Regions from separate parts of the Bombyx mori genome. Here region 2 is linked to region 1. Evidence: chromatin contacts called from public Hi-C data. All regions are on one chromosome and are shown on one strand. Each heading gives the region's core, a stretch centred on a gene start, on an enhancer-like site or on the middle of the called end of the contact. The rest is flanking DNA. Distances are from core to core; before and after follow the strand shown.

Region 1 (6,045 bases), core at 3,399-5,898:
TTATAGTTACTAAAAGATTTGGAATAATATTTTAGGGTGTTCAAAGTCACAATCTGTGAATCAATTTTCTGATCTGGTAGACTTGACTTTAATAATGGAACCAAAGATTACGCGAAATAATTGTCTGGGTCAGGTAGTGTTTGGATGTCTTGGTGGTTGGTTTTATCTCTTAATATTTCTAATAAAGATTCTTCGTAACTTTTATTCTTCTTCTTTTCTTGTTTTGGTCGTGTTATTGCTGGTGTAGAAGAATCGCTCTCACTAATTGCTTCTTCGTCAAGCGATGTCAGGTTACTTGAGGTTATTCTCCCTGGCTCCATAAAAGGTACCAAAAACAGTAACTTATCAAAGTACACGTATCGTTTTCATTTAGGTTCAGGTTGCTCTGATTTTACGTCTTTTTGACAACGAAGCTCCCTCGAGAAACATGCTCTTAAATTTTTCCAACGACGTTGTATCACTTTAACTGTAAAAAATAACATTCTTTTATTTACAGGTATTTAGCAACTGGTGCAAGTTTCAATACAATATCTTTGAATATCTAATTGGAGCCACAACGCTTCGTAATATTGTAAATTCAACGTGCCAATCTATATGGGAAGCATTGCAACCTCTGTACATGGCAGAAAAAAATTAAGAAGACTGGTATAAAATTGTTGATCAGTTTTACGAGCGTACTAACTATCCTAATATTATCGGCGCCGCCGATGCTAAACATGTTAAAATAACGAATCCAAAGCACAGTGGATGTGATTATTTTAACTATAAAAAATATTTCTCAATGGTTTTAATGGTTTGGATAGACGCCGATTATAAATTCATCTACATTGACATTGGATCACCAGGAACCGCAAGCGACTCGACGATTTTGACGTATGCAAGCGTAGTGTTCGCTCACGTGGCCCGCACTAACTTGAAACCCCTTCAAGTTATTCAACCTCGATTTTGCAAGATAGCGGTAGCACCATGGTTCCTAAGGAGCGTGGATCCCCATGATGACCTGGAGCTTGACTCAGTCAGTAGGTATCTACAGTCAGCATCATTGCGCCACTTTGAGAAGGCAGAACGACATGAGAACCCGCTGGAAATTACATACCTGATCCTGTAGACCGAATGGTAATAATTGCGCTCTAATTTAATCTAATAATTATAAATAAGTAATGTAGTAAAGTATAATAAACACTAATACAATTACCTGCATTTTCTTTTTGTTCCTGTGAAAAACTCCTTGTTGGAAACAAGTGTAATACTATTTCATCCCATAATCTTCTTTTTAAAATTATACCCGTATATTGCTTTAATTTTTTTGCATATAATGCAGGACTCTTTTCTACCTCCTCTATTAATAATTCATTGTCAATGTCTTCCTCTTGCAAAGAAGACGACATCTTTAAAAACAAAACACAGCCACACTTTTTTAAATAGAATACTTCTACTGCAAATGCGCAGCGCTGACCGGGTAACAAAAAGTCACCAGTGAGCAGACTCCCATCATAATACACAGGGCGAGTGACAGTCACGTCATTCCGGTGTTGCCTGCCGCTACAACTATTAGTCACAGTATTATCATGTCACCATAATTAGTACCCCGTGTTTAGTTTTCATTGCACTTGACTAAGTGATCAAAAGTCACAGTCAGCGGCAGGCCTAACAATGCTGTATCCAGACAATTTTTTGTAATATATTTTAGTACAAAAAAAAAAAGATATATAGATCTATAGATATACAGATACAGTAAGGATAAGTGTTAGTTTTGTACTCACTAATGTGCTCGATGTCACCAACCCTGGCATTAGGAGCATTATTCACCGACATATACTGATGTTGGCTGCTCATGGTTCATCACACACGTACTGCTTCCAAAAATACGACAGGATTTATATTCTGCTAACAAAAATGTTTTGTTTTGCTATCACATCACAAAGTCAATTCATACTACCCAGAAATACTGCATTCAGTCTATTTTTTCTCCTTTTTTGCCACTTATCCTTTGGCTCTCAAATGAACTCTCCCCTACAGTTATTCCTGAGTGTTTCTCTTCAACCATTCTTTCAAAAGAGACTTAAGCTATAACAATTCAGTTATTATGCTCTTAGTAACCACTCAACTGTAAGCACTTTTAATTTATATAAATATATCGCTATAATTATAGGGTGATAATATTTGCACAGTAAAAAACAACTGAACTTTTCAAAAGTCGAACCATGTTTGATTTATTCTAAATATCTAGGATGTACTTTCTAGATATTAAATTTCATATAAATTTAAGAATAAAAAATTGGAGGCAGTGGCCTTGTTTACGTATAAACAATTCAAAACAATGTATTAATATTGTGATATGTACGTACCTAACAAAGATTGTACAATGACACGACTTATCATGGGAAAAAATACCGTAATTTTTTAATGTATACGTTCAGACTTCTCTTCGTTGAAATAAAATCCACATTTAACTTGGTAAAACAATAAGTATTTATCGTGTTATTAATAATAAGCTTTAAGAAATCTTCAGTCAGTTAGAAAAATCTACCGTCTATTTATTGTGAAATGTGTTTCAGACCATTAAATAACTATGTTATATTAAGTGTATAATCTATGGTATAATCTATACTTGACAGCTGACACCGTCACCGACCTAACATTCCTGTCGACAATTTGGATACCGTACCTACCTACTTTCTATTTTGCTTTGAAGGCCTGAATACTCGTCACCAGGCCTTAAAATCTTAAAAAAATTAAGATCTCCTGAATTGTTTTCCTTTAGCGAATTATTCGTTTATATCATTTTAATTGAAACAACTCTTATGGTTTAACGAATTTTACGGTTTACTCTGGAGTTTTATTGTGATTATATTATTTTAGACATGTCGAATACTAATACCGTAACTAACTGTAAATCCTCAAAGTAGTTTTAATTAAGTCTATTAAATAAATATTTTACCGTATGAAAATAAGTCAAATGGAATGAAATGAAATGGAATTAATTTATCGGAAATTCATTCTGACATGCGATTGGATGAATGAAACAAGATGAAATGAAGTGAAATTAATAATTTTCAGTTAAAATGCTGACAATCTTTTGAGACTTAACTGGACTAGACTTTTTTTTTGTCTAAACAAGAATGTATGTCTGTTATGTATGTATGTTAAGCTTGCTTTGATGGAGCAGCTCTATTACTAAACTAATGCTCCATTGGTAAACCATGCCCGATGTACATACATACATGTGATACATGACGCTGTAAGGTATCGTCCAAACACACGTAACTACGTAACACGTAACACTACATAAGACTGAAGTCGTCGTGGCTTATAGGATAAGGCGTCCGCTGTATTCGTATCTATCGATGCAACGCGAACGGTGTTCGTATCATAGGCGGGTACCAATTTTTCTAATGAAACGCGTACTTAGCAAATGTTCACGATTGATTTCCACGGTGAAGGAATAACATCGTGTAATAAAATTATAATTGTAGCAAAATTATAATTTGCGTAATTATTGGTGGTCTCTTGTGAGTCCGGACGGGTAGGTACCGCCACACCGCCTTTTTCTGCCGAGAAGCAGTAATGTGTTTCGCTTTGAAGGGTGGGGCAGCCGTTGTAACTATACTGAGACCTTAGAACTCATATCTCAAGGTGAGTGGCGGCATTTACGTTGTAGATATCTATGGGCTCCAGTAACCTTTTAACACCAGGTGGGCTGTGAGCTCGTCCACCCATGTAAGCAATAAAAAAATATCTATCGGCTGATACCTTGGGGTTAGTTTAACTAAAATGTCATGTTCAATGTGCAGCCAATCTCCAATGATAAATTTGCTAAATATATTATACACAATTTAGAAATTTATTAAACTAGAAATATTTCATACAACAATACATAAAGCCTTCTTTTGACTGTTATCACTTCATAAGTAAGTATAATAATTCAATCGAACATAGTAATTGCCAAAGGTACCTATGTACTGTGAGCAAATCATTAATTATTATGCATTGACGAAAGTAACCTAATTCAAATATTAAAACATCTCTTGTGCGCTAGTTTGAAAATTTTGTATATTTTATTAAATATTTTAATTTCACACGATGTATTCTGATACATTAATTCTGATTAAATAACAGCATTTATTTCTAAACAAAGTCAGATCTTTTACCTTACTCTTTTCAAATTATTCAATTTCTGCGTATTTAAATTTAGTTAGGTAATTAAAGTCATTTAAAGTTCTTATTTTAAACTACTGTACTTATCGTAACTGAAATCTATTTATGTTGTTATTAGCATTTCTTTCTCCTTAACGTAAATATATTTTCGATTAATAATAATACTAATATGATGCGAAGTTTCCCATCCATAGATTATACACTTAAGCAAAGATGGGAATTAAATATTATTGTTAGATAGGACTCCACATTCACTCTTAACGGCAAAAAAGATCAAGAAGGCAGACTATTGGACAAAATTCACAGTTTCATTTTTTCGCTATAGAATTGGAATTAAATTTGATTTTATAATAATTATAACAATGTAAGAGGTCTATTTCCAAAGATCTGCGTACAATATGTACTAAAACTTCTTTTGTCATGATAATGAAATGTTTTATGCTTAATATGTTGTCGAAGTAGCTTACTTTCTCTGGAATGATACCTATAAGAAACAAAAGTCAGATTTTTTACATAATTTGAACTAATTTCTTTTTTGAGAAATTTAAAATTAGATTTCTTCGAGTATTTTGGCTACATTGCAGTTCTTTTATAATTATAAAACTTCGTTAAATTTGCTTTTTTCATTTATGTTTAAAACTCGTTGATGTACCAATTTTTATTGAAAGCAGCGGATATCAGCGGGAAATATATCCGTATCCTCGAAACTTTATTTCCGGTTATAAAAATGTAATTTTGATATCAATACAATAAATCCGTTTTCCTTGTTTTATTATTACATAGTTATTACTAAATTTACAATTGTAAGAAGGTTGTGTGTAAGTACTTATTAACACTAATTATTGAAATTTTGTTCCATACTATTCAATTAATTTTTAAGCATTACCTTTGAATTTGTGTTTTTTAAGATATATATATATATGTGATTCAGACAAGATGCTATGTGCTTTAATTAATTGTATACATGCTGTTTGTTTAATAAACTAAATATATTATGTAGTAACAATCTCATCGAGATTTCATTGAGAAAAGTAGAATTTACTAAATTGTACGTAATCAAGTTTGAGTCTGGTACTTTAAACTTGGCATAATTTGACTTGTTCAGGTTTACTAAATGACAAATAAATATTTTACAAAGTTACAAGTTGACTTTTAGCTGAATAATCGGGCGCGAAAGCTTCGTCACGAAAATAACTTGTTGTGATTGGTCGTAATAAAATTTTATACCAACATAACGAATTCATGGTACATTTTCGCAATGTTGTCAAATTTATTACCAGTTGTGCTGGGCAGGTAAATATCGTTGCTGTGTTAAATGCAATACATTTTCTTAAATGGTTTTAAAAACTCAGCTTTATTGTGATGTCCTTATAATGAAATTGTGAATTACAAGGGCTCGGGTAGACAGCAAGATATGTAAGTAATAAATTATGGTTTGAGTTTTTCGTACAGTTTCTGATAGGAGGTTGCAGCTCTGTAAAAGTAGCTGCACAATTGATACCAGTGCGACTCAAAAATAAAAATGTATTTTTCACTAATTAAATTATATAGAAATAGAAATGAAAATTAAATTTATTTTAAATCGTAGCAACAATGTAGATTTTCCCAAAAAGTTTTTCGTCACAAGGACATCTTACGCACTCTTGGTGCGTCTTGGATGATTTTTCACTTCGCGATATTTTATTTTTAAATGCATTACAGGTCATCATTAGTTTATTGTAAAAGGTAACCGAGTGGCTGTAATGTCCTCGTTATCGTTCTCGGCAACGAGAAATGGATGCACAGCAGTGCAAATCACTTCAAAAGTTTGAGGATCCGAAAACGGAAATTTTGAAAAAAAGATTATTAAATTCGGTGAACACGTCGATCGAGCCGAGCATAAATCAG
Region 2 (5,344 bases), core at 104-2,603, 140 kb after region 1:
CTTCAATGTGCCCATGTCATTAAAAACACTGTGCCATGGTACAGAATTTACAGCAGATATAAGGAGTATCATAATGGAAGAATATTCATGCGTTTTCGCTTTAAGGGTAACGTTAAAATCTTTACACTGCCTATTAAAACCGTACAAATAACATTAAAAAATTTAAATAACCTCGAAAAGTTTTTGTTTATCCCATTGCAAAGTTTGAAGTATCGAACTCAATCCATTTTCAAATTTCTGTATCCGTACGTCTAATTCTGATAAGGTTTTTAGTCTTTGTTCCATTGCTGTGGTATATGCACAAAACAGCAAGTTTCAAAGGGCACTACAATTTACTTTTGCCGTAGACCACAAGCAATTTTATCAAAAATTTTCAGTATTTAATGATTAAATCAAAACTAATACTTTTTTAAGGGATTTTATTACCTGGTAACTAAGACTTTTAGGTCATGTTTTCATTTTAATTTATATTCTTAATTTTATGAAAAATGATAAAATAGTAAAAGAAATGAAATGAAAAAAAGATGATAAATTTGAGACAATAATTAATTGGGGTGAAATTAAATGTAGTGAGATGAGATGATAAAGGATGAAATATAATCTCAGTAAAATAATAGTCATTGACTGAGATTTTTTCAGTAGACTTTTTGGAGGATCCCGACAAGTTACGTCGAGCGGCTTTGTTTCATTTTCCCACATTTGTGCACTTTCACAGATATTAAACAGTTAATAAACCACCGTTATTACACATTTAAACCTGAAGAAAAACTAAATAGACCAAATAAAACAAATCACACAACTTCACTCCTCACGTTCCCGCCAAAATTTCTTGCGATTTCTTGACAAATATGCTTCTCAGAGATTTTTTTTCTATTTCCATACATTATACACTTAATATTTGAAATCTACTACTGAAAATGAATCCAATTGGATTGGGTACATAAACTGTGGCATAAAATGACAATAGACCATGGACACCGTTATTGTGTAATAACGGCATAGACCAATATAATAACGGTGGTTTATTAATTGTTTAATATCTGTGAAAGTGCACAAATGTGGGAAAATGAAACAAGGCCGCTGGACGTAACTTCTGGGGATCGTACCAAAAGTCCATTGAAAAAATCTCAGCAAATGACCAGCATTTTACTGAAATTATATTTCATCCTATATGATCTCATTTAATTTAATTTCATCGCACTTGATTAATGTCTCAAATTAATCATCTTCATTTCATTTCACTCCATATTATCATTTTTCATAAAAAGAATAATATAAATTAAAATAAGACATGACCTAAAAATCTTAGTTACCAGGTCATAAAATCCTTTTAAGAAAATTAGCATAGATTATAAATGATGTACACTTATAATGTACATTGTACATCATGGGTGATCTGTAATTTACGAAGACAAGTGTGCAAGACGTGTGTGTGGTTTTTAGTTAAATTTCAGCTGATTGTATATTGATAATGGCTGATACAGAGGTAATTTCTAATATTTATAACTCATACTAATGTTTCTGAAATATTTTCTAATATGATGCATTTCTGTCTATAGGTATTAAAGAAATTAAAAGATATTCCATTTAAAATCCAGACAGCAAGTTTAAAAGGGAGACTTGAAGTAGTTAATGAAATACGTGAAATTTTATCGTCGCCAGGTTAGTTAATTACTTTTAAAACCTTTATCTAGGTCTGTACTTACTTATCTCGTACTCTTTGCGTTCTGCTACAGGTTGTTATAGGTTGTTATCAGACAGCTGTATTGATCGGTTTTGAGCGCCGGGTGAGCTGTGCTCCCGTTCCAATGCATTCTACTGCAACGAATGCAATAGGGACGGATCACCCCATGCCTCTTGTTTCGAAAATTTTATTGAAACTCAATAGATAAACAAAAAATCATGCAGTCAAATTTTATTTGGGTTTGAATATCAGAAATATATAAGTTTTCGCTTTAAAAGCTTTACTACTCAAGTATACAAATAAGAATGTAATAATTTGTCTTAACCATTAGCTTATGAAGAAGAAATAGAATGATTACTACAGCTTATTGGCATTGTTGATGTCTTGAAAGCCGTTAACCTTTCACCTTCAGATGGAGAGTATGCTGGTCTGCTCTCAAAGGCAATAAAATAAGATTGACATTAATTCTTTAACAGGTATAACAGAACCAGCAGTAAAGTTTGTTTGCCGAGTGCTAGCTCTGACATTGCACAGATATAGAGATACAACGTCCCAATCTTACATCAAGAGTCTTGTGGCTTTCCTTGCTACTGAGCACACAGAATGGGCATTTAAGAATTTATCACCCGTATTACTAGAGATATCAGAACAGCTGAAAAACAACTCAACCTCGTAAGTTTTGCATTTGATAGTCTTAAGTAGAGATAACTGAAAAGTGCTCAATGTTACCTCCACTAGTTCCAAAATGAGCTTCAGTAACATAAAGAATTGGTGAACTTCAGAACTCAGAATTCACTGATTCAGAATACAGGTATTCATTGTAAACTTAAGAACATTTGTGTATTTCAATGTCTTTTACTGACTTTATCACAGAAGGTGGGAAGCCTTCACAGCTCCATTAACATGTGTACTGTGAACCTACTTTTCAAACAATATTAAGTAGAAATAAGTTCATAATTAACTTAATGTTAAGTGGTTATCCATACATAACACAGAGGGATTGCTTTTGACTAACTTAAGACAAAAAATTAATGAATATTAGTGAAATAACCTCTATAAGTATTGTAATGCTCCACTTTGTCAGATCAGACCTTGTGAATGTTCAGAAACATTTTATAGCAGAGGATAGGGATTTTGTCATTTAATATGCCCTATCTGTCCCAACAACAGTTATAAAAACTACTAAGGTCACAAAATCATAGAGAGCAGTTGCTTGGTGGTTGCTATTTACAACTCAGCAACGGTTTTTTTTATATTGCTTAGATGGGTAGATGAGTTCATGGTGCCCCTGGTAAGTGCATACCAGTGCCCATAGATATAAAAAACATAAATGTTGTTATCTACCTTGGGGCATGGTTTTATAGTCTAAGTTACTTTCTGACATCTGAGCCCTTTTGTGATATCCTAATTACAAATACTGAAACTTTGTTTATTATGGTTCTATTTTTTAAGCTATACAGCAATACTATAGGCAACAAACACTATAGACTGTAAATATTTACTTTCAGAAAAAGCAACAGCCAGTCAGGTCTGTTTGCACTTCGATGGTCTAGTGTACTGGTTGAGTCTTCACCGAAATCCTTAGAGCATGAAGTGGACCTGAACTCATTGATACTTGCGCAGGCTAATTTACTAGCCACTGTTTGTGCATATGGCGATAAGAAGAAGAATAAAAAAGCTTATTCTGTGGTATGTTTTTATTATTGTGTAGATAAGTATAGATGGAATGAGTCCATGGCCACCTGGTATTAAATTGTTTTGGAAGCTCAAACACATCATAGTGTAAATACCACTGAAAACAAGATGAGGTCAAATTCTCAATTATCTATATTTTATGTTCAATTATTATGCTACCATTCAAACCAAAACAGTTGAACCTCTTCACACTATAAATAGGCAGAATGGTATTTTTTTACCTACCTACCTATCTTAGTGACACTCAGACATACACATATATTTTAGAGAACAGAAAAAGTTCAATAGCAAAAGCCCACATACACCCACTCTGTATAATACTTTGTAAATATTGTTTTCACCAGCTACATGCGGTATGGAGTAAAATAGGAAAAGAGAAAGTACTGAAATGGGTGGAAACATTACTAGCACAGCCTGGTGACAGCGGACCGCACATCTCAGTGACATTCTCTGCTCTCTGTGCTCATTATAAGGATATAGGAGATGAATCTATTATAACATTACATAAGGTTGGTTATTGCAGTATTTAATATTTATTTTATAGATGTTATTTATGCATGAATTAGTGTTGGTGTTGGAGTATGCTTTGTAAGTGACTACTGCAGTCAGTAAACGTTTATGGTGCGAACCCGCTAGCTCAGAAGAGATCTAGTAGTCTCTTTTGACTGCAATGAAAAGTTCTGGAACACTCTGAGAGAGTTAGAATAACAGAAGATGAAAACAGGATTTTTTTTTCTTTTTCCCTTTTTTTTTCATTCTATATTTTATTTTAAAGTAGAAGTTTTTGCTACTACCATAACCATCAAAATCTAGAAACACATAATACTTCTGTAATCTTTAGGTTCTTGTCTAAAAATACCTTATAACTCAAAATATAAGATGGTTCAGGAGTCTGTGCATCCAAAAATGTTGAAAAGTTTATGCTCAGCACATACTATAACATCCAATAAATATTTCAGGCCAAAATGTTAGAAAATTTTACTAAAAGTCTGATCAGCGTGAAGTCCAGGCCAAATGCGAACTACATCAAGGGCTGCTCTGACCTCCTGCACCTGCTCAGCGAGTCTGATATCCAAGACACATTACTGCCGGCTCTGCACAAAGCCATGCTCCGGAGTCCGGAAACGATCGTTCAAGCTGTCGGAGAAGTGGTTGCCAATCTCAATATCTACCTGGATGGCGTGGCTGTTGATATCGGAAAGAGTTTGATAGGTATAAACAAGTTTTGTTTAAAAGTATGAATCTCAGTTTCCACAGTAAAAGATGACAAATTCCACATTTGTCAGTAATAACTACGCACTAATAGTCCCTCTAATTTATTTAATCTGAATCTTTTGAACGGCAGGGCACTAAGTTACCGAATATTTCAGTGAATCTCCATTCTAAAGACGAGTGGGTCCGCGCGGAGGCGCTGAGTGCGCTGCACCGGCTGGCGGCGCGCACCCGCACCGCGCCCGCCGCCGCCGCGCTGCTCGCGCACGCATTCGCGGAGTACAACGGCGCCAGCGGGAAACTCACTTCCAGCGAAGATAAGATTGCAGTTCTCAATGTAAGCATGCAATGTGCTTTATTACAAATAATCTGTTAGATTATACTTTAAACTGAATCTACATTGCTAGAAAGGAATGAGAAAGAAAACAAGAAAAAATCTCATAGGACTAATGTTAATGTTGCTAAAATGTTAATGAGTAGTACTTTCAAGATGTTTCGAATACATAACAGTTTTCTTGGTCACGAAAATAATTTAATGATCATAAAAAAACGTAAGATTAAACTTTAAAAATAGATTCAGTTATGTGTACAACTCACAAATACTAAAGAATAATTTCTTTCTATTTCAATAATGTTTGTAAATTGAAAGATAAATTCAACAGAAACTAATATATATAATTCTATAATTTCTATAATAATTATTTTTTTAAATTGAAAAAAAATATTTTTAATCCTCATCGGATACAATTTCTA

The links. Hi-C and Micro-C count contacts between places; a contact is called where the count stands out from the background.
Region 2: a contact with region 1 is called in a Hi-C map of middle silk gland, with 1.8 times the contacts expected there. The contact joins the promoter of LOC101735951 here to the promoter of LOC101736218 in region 1. A contact is called at or near these places in 3 of 7 Hi-C or Micro-C datasets (middle silk gland, midgut and whole pupa).

Annotation. Positions count from the first base shown.
Region 1 is chr10:17,050,972-17,057,016 of ASM3026992v2, forward strand. LOC101736218 reads left to right here and starts at 4,649. Exons shown (of 12, transcript XM_012697050.4): 1 at 4,649-4,976; 2 at 5,860-6,045. The coding sequence starts at 5,932. LOC101736349 (BTB/POZ domain-containing protein 9) reads right to left here and starts at 2,597. Exons shown (of 14, transcript XM_062670762.1): 1 at 2,349-2,597; 2 at 1,764-1,884. The coding sequence starts at 1,836.
Region 2 is chr10:17,193,198-17,198,541 of ASM3026992v2, forward strand. LOC101735951 (stalled ribosome sensor GCN1) reads left to right here and starts at 1,354. Exons shown (of 39, transcript XM_038013250.2): 1 at 1,354-1,486; 2 at 1,560-1,662; 3 at 2,161-2,356; 4 at 3,193-3,373; 5 at 3,724-3,888; 6 at 4,339-4,591; 7 at 4,750-4,928. The coding sequence starts at 1,472. LOC101736079 (U11/U12 small nuclear ribonucleoprotein 48 kDa protein) reads right to left here and starts at 416. Exons shown (of 7, transcript XM_012697587.4): 1 at 172-416. The coding sequence starts at 285.